2 separate regions of the Gossypium hirsutum genome follow, and region 1 is linked to region 2. A link is a contact called in public Hi-C data. All regions are on one chromosome and are shown on one strand. Each heading gives the region's core, a stretch centred on a gene start, on an enhancer-like site or on the middle of the called end of the contact. The rest is flanking DNA. Distances are from core to core; before and after follow the strand shown. Region 1 holds the start of LOC107949828 (NAP1-related protein 1). Region 2 holds the start of LOC107949838 (ruvB-like 2).

Region 1 (6,020 bases), core at 1,313-3,812, 330 kb after region 2:
GTTCCCCTGTTCTGACTTTGGAAAATCATCAAAAATTGGATAAAAATAATTAGGAGCTTAAATTTATATGTTTAAAATTCTTAATGAGTCTATTTTCAAAAGAAACAAGCGATAACATCATCCGAATTCTGTACAATAAGATAATTAACTTTTAGTGAAGAGAGGTCGGAACTGTCAAATAGTGAAACAGGGGAAACTTTAAAGAATAAACTGTACTTATTGGCTAAACCAAAAATTCTGAAATTTTATGATAAGAATATATGTGAGTCTAGTTTCAGGGAAAATTAGCGGATCTTAATTTTGAGTTCCGTAGCTCAAGATATAAATAATTTAGTGACTGTAACTCAACAAGACAGCTTTGAATGCACTATAAATAATAATGGAATTATAGAGAATGTTACACATGAACATGAAATGTATTAGACTAATGATTAAATTTATTTATTTAGATCCAGAAAATTCAAATACGAAGCTAGATCGAGGAAAAGAAAAAGTTCGGGATTAGTAGATTTTTGTTTACGAACAAGTATCGAGGTAAGTTCGTGTAACTTGAATTATATTCTTAAATGCTTGAAATGTTTGTTATTAATGTGAATATGATTTGAATGTTCATTATATGAAAATTGATGAAACACTGATATATTTGATAAAAAGGGGAAGAAATCCCGGTTGAATGGAAGGAAAATTCGATGGATCTCTGAAAAGGAATTAACGGTAAAAAGGATCTAGCCCGGACGGGTGATCGTATCCTGATATAGCCCTCCCGAAGAATATGTGGAAAATGAATTAAGCCTGGACGGGTAATCCGAGTTAGGGTTTGAATTTAGCCTAGATTGGTAATTCAGATCCAAGCTCATTAGAGTAATTGCCATTGCAGGGGATTTAGCCTGGACTAGTAATCCCGATAATACTCTATGAGTTTATATTACAGGGGATTTAGCCTGGACTGGTAATCCCGCTGTAAGGATGAGGTTCGCGGGAGTGTGCTCTCTGAAATGGAAATGTGCGCACATAAAATATGAATTGACGGACCTGGATTTGTACACTAAAGTGTACCCCTGAAAATCCATCGAAATTCCAAGTAGTTCAGCTGGATAAATATGGAAAAATAACAAGGGAATGGAAATCATGGTATTGATGAGCTCATCAATCATGGTATAAATTATTGATACATGGAAATTATTGGACAAATTTGAATGTTGAGTTTGTGCATGATAAGGGAAAAATGTATGGAATGAGTGTATGAATGTTCATTGCATTGTATTGAAAATATTAAGTAAGTATAATTCTTATTACATGAACTTACTAAGCACAAAGTGCTTACCCTGTTTCCTTTTCCCCTGTTTTGTAGTGTTAAGAGCTCGGAAGTCGGATTTGGTCGGAGACGCATCACACTATCAACCTCAAGATCTCGGTATATAAAGAAACTTTATTTTGGAAATCAATGACATGTATAAGCTAGTAAAGTAAATGTTAATGTAAAATGAATGTATGGTTAGCCATTGGTATGGCTAACAAATTTTGGTTTTGGTTTGTGATGAGGTTATCTTATGAATATGTTAAATCTGTCTTGAAAATATGTTGAAATGGATTGGTTGTGTTGGATTGGTCTCGGTTTAAAATTGCAGGGAAGATTAAATACTTGTAAAGGGGTTATATTGAATTCAAAAAAAAAATGATAAAATCTAGTAATGCCTCATACCCCATTTCAGCGATGAATACGGGTAGGGGGTATTACAGTGCACATTTATTTTTATGTTGGATTAATATAATTGTTTGTACATGCCATATATCAAACATCAAATGGTGGTAATTCGATAGCATTGTTAGTGATTTATGAAAATTAAATCAAATAAAATTTTCTTGTATAAAGTCACACAAAATCAAAGCTAATATATGAAATTGCACATTGGATCAAAATTCATATATAATTTTGATATTTATCTCTAACTTATTTTAATTATAAAAGGTCATTTTCATAATTTTCTTAATTGAGTTGGTGCTCGATTGATTCATGATACTAATTTAGTCAGGGGATTAAATAATAAGTACAGGTATATAATTGATGGAGGTAATAAGACATGCAAAGTATAATTTAAATGAAAAAAATTACATTAAAATTGTTTAGGGGTAAGATTAATGTTTAGTAACCTAAATAGTAGGGTTCAAATTTGACTAGAAGTAATTTTTTAATTAATTTTAGATAATATAATTTATTTTAATTACGTAAAGACATTGTCATAATTGATTATAATTATGGAAATATATTTATATAATTTTTTAATCATATTAGTATTTGAATCAGGATGGATAATGAAATATAAAGAATTAAAAGAAAAATTGGAGTGGTTTTAGTTTTTTTATATTTATACAAAGATATCAAGGTTTCTAATGTAAGCCAACCAACCTTATGGACACTACGGCAAGGCACCGAGAAGATTCCATATCCGAATATCAGATACTACTCTCAATTTCTCAAAACTAAATGACCTTAATACCCCATAACGGCCACGTTTCAGCTTATGATTGATTCATTTGTAAATACCCAAAAATATCCCAACTGAGCGGATATAAACTCCCAAAACCCTAACATTCTCCCCTCTTTCTCTCTCTCAGTCACTTTTGTCCCCCGTGGATATCAGAGGGAAAACACAAAAACTAGGGTTTTAGAGAGAACGGGAGCCAAAGTGAGAGAGAAGAGGCAGAAATTTTTAGTAGTAGGGTTTTATTATATTGCTTCTCTAGGGTTTAGAAAATGGTGGCCGACAAAGGAAAGAAGATGAAAGTAGCAGAGAAAGTAGAGGAAGAGAACCATGAACAAATAGATGGAGACCTCGTCATTTCCATCGAGAAGCTTCAAGAGATCCAAGATGAGCTTGAGAAGGTTCATTTTTATCTACATGCCGCTTTTTCATTTATAATACACGCTGATTTTCTTTTCTTTTTCTTTCTCGCTTGTTTAAGGTGTATGTGCTGGAAAATTAGCAAAATTTAGAACTTTTTTAATAAAAATTTGGATTTCCCTTTGTTTTTTTATGGTATAATGTTAATTGAATGTTGTTTTAAATGTCAAAGTATTGAATTTGCTGTAATTTCAATTGTGGGTCAATGCCATAAATGTTTTATATGTATATTTATTTGGTAGTCACTTTAGATTATTATGTCTTATCGCGGAGAAGGTGATTTAATGTTGATTGCTGATTCCTGTATCTGATCTTCTATGTAGTATGATTGAGTCCTTTAATGTTTTCTTCCTTGTATCTAAGTGTCCCCTAGCTTTGTTAAGCACGATTTTTTTCGTGTGTGAAGTTACTTCGGATTATCATGCCTTATTGTGGAGCAGGTGATTTAATGTGGCTATGCTTTGCTTAGGAGCGTGCTGATGAAGTGGTAAATTGTCACATATGGTGTTTCTGATTTTAAGTTTTTCGGTCCTGTTTATTATTTTTTGGTTGTAGATCAATGAAGAGGCAAGCGAGAAAGTCTTGGAAGTGGAGCAGAAATACAATGAGGTTCGCAAGCCGGTCTATGATAAGCGGAATGAAATCATCAATTCAATTCCTGATTTCTGGTTAACAGCTGTAAGTGATTCTATTCTTTCCTTTTTAATGAGGTAGACAATTTGTTAAATTTGTTTACATATTCAGAAGAACATATTAAATTGACTTGCATTTTTCATGTGCAGTTCTTGAGCCATCCTGCTCTTGGTGATCTTTTGACTGAAGAGGACCAGAAGGTTTAAAGTCACTTCTTTCCCAAAGTGAAATTATCATTTTTTACTTATTTTACTTTCCAACATTGATTTTTGATTTTATTTTTCTTATAGATGTTTCTTGATGTTTGCCTGCATTTTGTGAATTCTTTCTTATTTATAAATCTTCTTCTTTTCAATTATTTTCTTGATAGATATTCAAATATATTAACTCACTTGAAGTGGAGGATTTTAAAGATCTGAAATCTGGATACACTATCACATTTGTAAGTTTATCCATATTCCTATTCTTACCTTATTTTTGGTGATTGAAGTTGATCTTAATTTCATTTGCTTGCACTCAACTACTGTTAGAAGAAACATAATTCATGCTCTAATGTATCTGATGATTTGTTGACTGGCTTTAATTTTTCAGAACTTCAATTCCAATCCATACTTTGAAAATACAACACTTACGAAGACCTTTACCTTCCTCGATGATGGAACCAAAATTACCGCTACCCCAATCAAGTGGAAAGAGGGCAAGGTCAGAGTTTCTCCTCTTTTGATGACTATTCTGCTTCTTGTTTCCTGTTTTCCTTGGATATCAAATGAAATTATTTTCCTTAAATGTTAAGGGCTTGCCAAATGGAGTTAATCATGAGAAGAAAGGAAACAAGCGACAACTTGCTGAAGAAAGGTTTGTTTATTATACCCGTCAATCAATTTTTCTCAGGCTTAGGACTTGAGTAACATTAGACCTGAGATCAGTTTATTAATATCTCCATGCTGTGAAATGCAGTCACTTTGTGTGGTGTGCAGTGTTATAAGAGTTGGATTGGTGGTCGAACTAGTCAGACTGCCGGTTCCTAGTTCAACCAATCGAACCACCGGTTGAGCAATAGTTAAATAAATAATAAAAGGATAAAAAAATTCACAACTGATTGGACCGCCTTTTTCCAGTCATGGTTCCCAGTTTTTTACCAGTTCATAGCAGTTTGCTCTATTTGTGGTTATATATCACTGTTGAACTGGTTGGACCTCTGGTTCCCGGTTCAACCGGCTGGTCCAGTCTGGTTCTGACAATACTGGTGGTGTTTTTATAACTGCTATGTATTTATATATCTATGTATGTATATATTTGAAATTTCTTATAACATGTTTTAAAGTTCATATGGATTTATGCCACTTGAATTTGATCCTTCATTTCTCAGTCATACTGTAAACCAGTTCTGTATTGTGCTAAATTTTATTAACATATAATGCAGCTTCTTTACCTGGTTTGCTGATGCTCAGCAAAAAGATGACATGGATGAAATTCATGATGAGGTAAATTCTCTGTGCATGTACTGTCAGTTTATTTTACTCATTCTGTAACAGAGCTGGTCTAAGCTTTCACTTGATGAATGTTGCAGGTAGCAGAGATTATCAAGGAGGATTTATGGCCCAATCCTCTCACTTATTTCAACAATGTAACCTCTTTTTTCTTTCTTCTTCTCATGATATTTTATACGTACTGTTTTTCGTGATCATGTTTTGTTTCCCTTTGCTAATTGTTATTGGAACTTTCTTGATGCAGGAGGCTGATGAAGAGGATTTTGACGGAGATGAGGGGGATGTAGAGGTATATTTTTTTTCTGTTTTTCATTTCTTTGGGAAATTGAATATTTTCTTTCAAGTGCCATTTTTACTGTGTATGTTTCTTCTTTTCAGGTAAAAAATGCACTGTTGTAGGTTTGAGGTTACTTGTTCATAGGCGTAACTATTAAATGGTTCTTCTATTAATCATATGTTAGTTTGTTATTGAAGATGATAAAGTTATGCAGTAAATTACTATTCCTCTTTTTTATAATGCATTATATTAACTCAGAGAATTCCTACTTTATATAGGTAATGCTACAAGGTGCTGTTTTTTGTTAAAATTCTTGTAATCCTACTTGTTTAACCTATTGGGTTATGTAAATACGTTAGGATTTCTATGCTTTCCATATTAATCCTGGAGAAGCCCTCTGAAACTGGATAGTGAGAGGAGTGAGATTTGTGATTTATGTATCTCAAAACAATGTATTCTATGCTTTGGCCCAAGTATACTTGAATGCCTCAGAGAGCAATATGGAGCGAGGGGTTAACCATAATCAAATGAGTGGGAGTGGATATGTGGATCTTGTTCTATACGAATGCCTTTTAGATTATCTCTGACAAGTTTAGCTCTAGAACTCCACCCAATTCAACATGGTTAAATCTTATATTGGACGAAGAAGCACTTTGAGATTGCAGGTGATAGGTGTCTGAGAATATAATTTGAGATGCTTAAGGTAATTTTTTGGAG
Region 2 (5,956 bases), core at 1,627-4,126:
AATCAACCAGGAGCGAAGTGAATGTCTTACCGGACCATAAGGCCAACGGTACCCATGGCTTTGCTGTCCTATATGATTCCCAGGTACTGCAAAAGACCTTGCTAGAAAACGAACCTACCATAAATGTAGAACAGAAGAACCAGGTTAACAACCATAACCGAATCAGATGAATTTCTATCACAGGTATGGACTTCGGGTATATTTGAAATCTTGATACTTATTCTAATTGAAGAAACTACATATTCATGAAGGCAATTTTACAAAGAAATGGATACTATATTTTTACCTGATCACCAGAGAAATTCTCAAGAAACTTTTGTGTGACATAAACTTCACCGAAGGCCTGTTGATAACTTTTAGGAGAAACTCTTTGTATTAACCTAGTGAAGAAATCGGACACCTGAAAGTCATAAAAATAATAAAACAATTTTATACCAAATATCAATATCAATACAACCAAATAAGTGTCACAAAACCACATTGCCCCGCATCTATTAGAAGACCTGTCCTAAACAACTAAATAGTTTTCCTTGAAGCACATTACCTTTGGCAAGGCAAGCATGTGTGCAGCCTTAGCAGATATATCTCCATATAACAAGTATCTGTAGAAAAAATATATTATATATGAAAGCAAAAAGCAGAGATATGGAACAGAAAGATAAGTAAAACCAACCTCTCGGGTGATTTGAATGGATTGTGTAAACCATGTTTTGGGCACTTGGACAAGCTCTCAACAAATGGCTGCATTGATTAAACGGTTATAAGATACTTAGTTCATACACTTAAAAGCATGAAAAAAACTGTTTTTGCAAACAACTGATAGAGAGAAGAGGCCAAACAGAAGGCAGTCTCTGAAGTACAAAGACCCTGAAGACCCAGACATCATGCACTGCTTTTGCCGAGACAATCTGGACTTAACTTGCGGAGATTTGTCTGAAATGAAGCAATACAAGCACCAAACACATTTACATCCAATGGACAAACCTGAATTCCATTTCCATCAACTTCTGCAACTTTAATGAACGGTTCTCCATTCAGAGGATCCACAAGTGTGTTCCACGCTGCAGATCCAGTCCATTTACCTTGCACTAAAAACACAAACATTTCATATTACAAGAAATTCCTTGTCTCCGTACTTCATTACAAAACAGTTGTTTCACCTAACCTCTATGCTAACAAAACACGATTCACAGGGGAAAAACATACCCAAGTTTTGTACTTCAGCAGGTTGAGAACCCGATATCCCTTCGGCTTCCACAGTTGCAAAAGGTAAAGAATGAACAGACCTAACATAGAGGAAATTAGGAAATATTAAGAAAAACAATCCACATGAAGTTTTCCATACAAAACATAGTTTCGTCAAGAAAAAACACAACATGAAATTTAAACATCCAAACTTTATGCCCAGCAAAAAAGAAAAAGAAGCAAATAACACATTCAACAAAAGTGGCAAAGAAGTTTCATCACATCATAAGCAATAAAAAAAATGTAAAATTGTCAAATTTTCAATCCAATTATGTACATCAATATATCTACAACGTGTTTTATGAATAAAATTAAACTAACTCTTAGAGCAAAACGCCCTCAAGTTTGAACAGATCAGATTATCACAATCCAAAACTAAACTCTATTGCCACAAGATTTAGTTCCCTGAAAATGGTCACAAAAAGGAAAAAAAAAACAAAACCCAGAATCCCCCCAGCATCTATCATCAAAACCACGGATTAAAAAGAACACATTGACGTACCTAAAAAGATTAGAAGAACTGAACCAAGAAAGAGCCTTGTGGGAAGCTCTGCTTCTGATTTCTCTTTGCAATACAATTCTATGCATTGCGAATGGGCACAAAAGCGTACGCTATTAGAGAGATGAAAAAGCTATGAAACTTTTCAGAGTTTTCAGTGCTTCACTTCCTAAGATATGTGCTTTCGGCACAATTTTACATATATATGGCAATCATAGCGAAATAGGTTTAAGATGTGATCAACCTTCATCAACATTGATGCAGGTGTAGGGTTTCTTTTTTTTGCTTTCCTAATTTCCATTTGGACAAATCAAAATCGGACAAGTTGAATGTTCTACCCTGACAAAGTTTTGATGCAGTACGTAACCCATAAATTAGTAACACTACTATCAACTATCTCACACACGACAAAACCTTATCACGTGCATCCAAGTCATATCAGCATAATTGTGAAATTTCCCCCTAAAATTTTACCTAAATCTTAAAACTCCAATAAAATATTAAAACTCAAATTTGGCTTAATCTGATTTGTTCGTATTAATTTTTTTATTAATTTTTATGAAATTTTTTAAAAATATAAATATATCAAAAATGTTGAAATAAATATTTCTCAATAAATTTAAAATAAATTAAAATAATATGTATATATAACACTAAGATAGGTGTAATTTAACAAGTAAATTCTTTTAAAATAATAATAAAATTAACAATAAAATAAAATAGTGAAAAAACAATAAGAAGATAGCAATAAAAAATATAAAAATAATATTTTATTTTTGTATATTCGGATAAGGTGGGCTTAAACAAAAAAAGTCTTACTCGAGATTTGACCTATTTTTTACATAAACTTTATTTTTTTATTTGAACTCATTTTTCAAATTTATATTTTTATTTAATCCCTTTTACTTGTAACCATGAACTGGTCTAATTACGACTTTTAAGGTTGATTTTTGAGTCAATAATTTGATATGAAAAATTTTAATCATGTGATACAACTTCAAATTATTTCAAAAAATATATATAATATGAATATAAAAAAGATAAAGCACATAAATTATCACTAAAAACAAAATTTACTTTGACAGAAATGCCCTTAAAACAGCCTATTAACCCTAATATAAAACCCTGCCTTGTCTTTCTCAAAACTCTGCAGTCTCTCACAAAACCCTAAGCCCTGCCTTTCCCTTCCTCAATCATCCAATGACGGAGCTGAAACTCTCCGAGAGCCGAGACCTGACCCGAATCGAACGCATTGGGGCTCATTCCCACATACGGGGCCTAGGCCTGGACTCCTCTCTGGAGCCCCGTGACGTCTCGGAAGGAATGGTGGGCCAAGCACAAGCTCGTAAAGCCGCCGGTGTCATCCTCCAAATGATCAAAGACGGTAAAATTGCTGGCCGTGCTATCTTATTAGCGGGACAACCTGGAACTGGCAAAACTGCCATTGCCATGGGCATGGCGAAATCTCTTGGCCTTGAAACCCCTTTCTCGATGCTCTCTGGCAGCGAAATCTTCTCCCTTGAGATGTCGAAAACCGAAGCTTTAATGCAAGCGTTTCGAAAGTCCATCGGAGTAAGAATCAAAGAAGAAACTGAAATAATCGAAGGCGAAGTCGTTGAAATCCAGATTGACCGGCCGGCAGTTTCTGGGGCGGCTTCAAAAACTGGGAAATTAACGCTTAAAACGACGGATATGGAGACCGTTTACGATTTGGGGGCGAAGATGATCGAGGCATTAGGGAAAGAGAAAGTGCAGAGTGGAGATGTGATAGCTATTGATAAAGCTTCAGGAAAAATAACGAAGCTTGGAAGGTCATTTTCAAGGTCGAGGGATTACGATGCTATGGGTCCGCAAACAAAGTTCGTGCAATGTCCAGACGGAGAGTTGCAGAAAAGAAAAGAAGTCGTCCATTCTGTTACGCTTCATGAGATCGATGTTATTAACAGCAGGTAAATTCGAGCTTATCTTTGGCAAAAATGTGTACCCTTTTCCTGATTTGCGGCTTTGTTGCTGTATTTAATATGATTTCTGGAGTCTTTTTTAACTTTTTCTGTAACTAGAATGCGAAGTGGTTCTTCCATTGTTTATCTGTTATTGTTCTGAAATTAGCGTAGAGCTGTTATGAGCTGTTTTGCTTCTGAAGTAAAATATACATAGGTTAACAAAAACTATGCCTGGATGGAGAAACCTGTAACATTTTGGAAGAATTAACCAGTTAGGTGATTTGATTTACATGTTTAAAGCAATCTAGTGATGATTCTATTCTGAAATTGGATGCTGCATGTTAAGAGCTCTGGGTAGGGATGAAGAAGGTTAAACACAATTAGCTTGTAAATAGATGATTCTTCACAATGGCTGTGGGTAGCTTCTTCCAACGTTTATGCCTTATGGACTCAACATATGTAGCGTTCCTTTATACCATCTCTATATATCTTGTGTCATGTTGTTCAAGCAAATGTGATGGTACCATTGGTTTGTGATTATTAGGGAAGAATTTGTGCATGGCAGTTGTCTGGTATGAACATCATAACTTGTTGAAATTTATCTCCCTAGCGTAAAATTTATCCCTAGAAAACATTACTGTGAGGTCAATGTATGTATATCCGGTGCAACTTTTCTTTAGGTAGCATCTTTGTTAGTCTGCCTTATAGGATAATAGACTTAGAGAAGTTTTATGTTGTTTTAAAATAGAAAATCATCTATTTTTAGTCATCATCTCATGTTTCATTATGTTTGAGTTCAGAACCCAGGGATTTCTAGCTCTTTTCACTGGGGATACTGGTGAAATCCGTGCTGAGGTGAGAGAACAAATTGACACGAAGGTGGCAGAGTGGAGGGAGGAAGGGAAGGCTGAAATCGTGCCTGGTGTTCTCTTTATCGATGAGGTGCACATGCTTGATATCGAGTGCTTTTCTTTCCTGAACCGTGCTCTTGAGAATGAGATGGCCCCGATATTAGTCGTTGCTACAAATAGAGGAATAACTTCAATCCGTGGCACAAATTACAAATCCCCTCATGGAATTCCAATTGATCTTCTTGATAGACTACTAATCATCACTACTCAGCCTTATTCTGAGGATGAAATTCGTAAGATTCTAGACATCAGGTGCCAAGAGGAAGATGTAGAGATGTCTGAAGATGCAAAACAACTGTTGACCAAAATTGGGCACGAGACCTCCTTGAGATATGCTATCCATCTGATCACGGCTTCTGCATTGAATTGCCGGAAGCGAAAGGGGATGGTTGTGGAAGTGCAGGACATCACTCGTGTTTACAGTCTATTTCTGGATGTAAGGAGATCAACGCAGTACTTGATGGAGTACCAAAAAGAATACATGTTCAATGAAGCATCAATTGTTGATGGTGGGGATGCTGATGCCATACATGATTGATAGTTCCTTGACTTATGGTTATCCCATGGCGCTACTGCAACTATTATTTGGTAGTTTCACAGTGAATTTTTATGCCATACCGGGTCTTAATCCCGTGGTAGTATCTGTAAATGAAAGTGTTGGATTTACGTCCGGATGAATTTTTGAATTAAAACAAAACTGAACTTCCGTTTTCAATTGTCCTTCAAAGATTAATACCATTGCCTGTGGTCAGGATCAGGATGCTCTGAAAGTTAAGCATGTCAAGTTATAGGTTTTCTACCACGTCTCAGATACTTGTCACACTGTTCTTTGCTATGACTATATCTTGTATGCATGGCAGACACAAGCCTTAAAAGAATCGCATAGAAGCATAATAACAGGAAACATATGAGCAATTCAAGCACTATTTGGCAAACAAATATTTGACTGTGGGGATCAATTGAATGTAATCTAAAACTCCAGCCGTGCGTATGTTTTAGTGACAGTTACAAGGACATCGTTGGTTGAGACTCGCACAAAATTAAGTTGATCTAACTAAATTTCATACCATTATTTATTTATCTACTTCTTAAACCAAAATAATTATAATTTACGAGTATTATAATCTTTATTATTTATTATATTACTGTATTTATTATTTTAAATACTTTTTTATAATAAAATTTTAACATATTTGATTTAATAAATTTTATAATAAATTTTATGACACTTATAAACAAGAACCCTTATTCTATTAAAATATTTTTAGTAAATGATTTTGTATAACAATAAATAAAAATTAAGTTTTATATTAAATTATTTTATATTTATTAGATAAAAAATTACTTCATATTGAGCT

The links. A called contact is a pair of places that touch in the nucleus more often than the background predicts.
Region 1: a Hi-C map of leaf shows a contact between it and region 2, with 2.1 times the contacts expected there. The contact joins the promoter of LOC107949828 here to the promoter of LOC107949838 in region 2. A contact is called at or near these places in 2 of 34 Hi-C or Micro-C datasets (both in leaf).

The regions. Positions count from the first base shown.
Region 1 is chrD03:37,980,745-37,986,764 of Gossypium_hirsutum_v2.1, forward strand. It overlaps LOC107949828 (NAP1-related protein 1), which reads left to right and starts at 2,563. Exons shown (of 11, transcript XM_016884600.2): 1 at 2,563-2,884; 2 at 3,459-3,581; 3 at 3,686-3,736; 4 at 3,907-3,978; 5 at 4,128-4,238; 6 at 4,330-4,391; 7 at 4,960-5,020; 8 at 5,107-5,163; 9 at 5,271-5,315. The coding sequence starts at 2,756.
Region 2 is chrD03:37,650,989-37,656,944 of Gossypium_hirsutum_v2.1, forward strand. It overlaps LOC107949838 (ruvB-like 2), which reads left to right and starts at 2,877. Exons shown (of 2, transcript XM_016884612.2): 1 at 2,877-3,693; 2 at 4,488-5,313. The coding sequence starts at 2,945. The coding sequence ends at 5,136. It overlaps LOC107949839 (delta-1-pyrroline-5-carboxylate dehydrogenase 12A1, mitochondrial), which reads right to left and starts at 2,078. Exons shown (of 16, transcript XM_016884613.2): 1 at 1,748-2,078; 2 at 1,207-1,286; 3 at 985-1,088; 4 at 674-741; 5 at 545-602; 6 at 287-400; 7 at 31-114. The coding sequence starts at 1,833.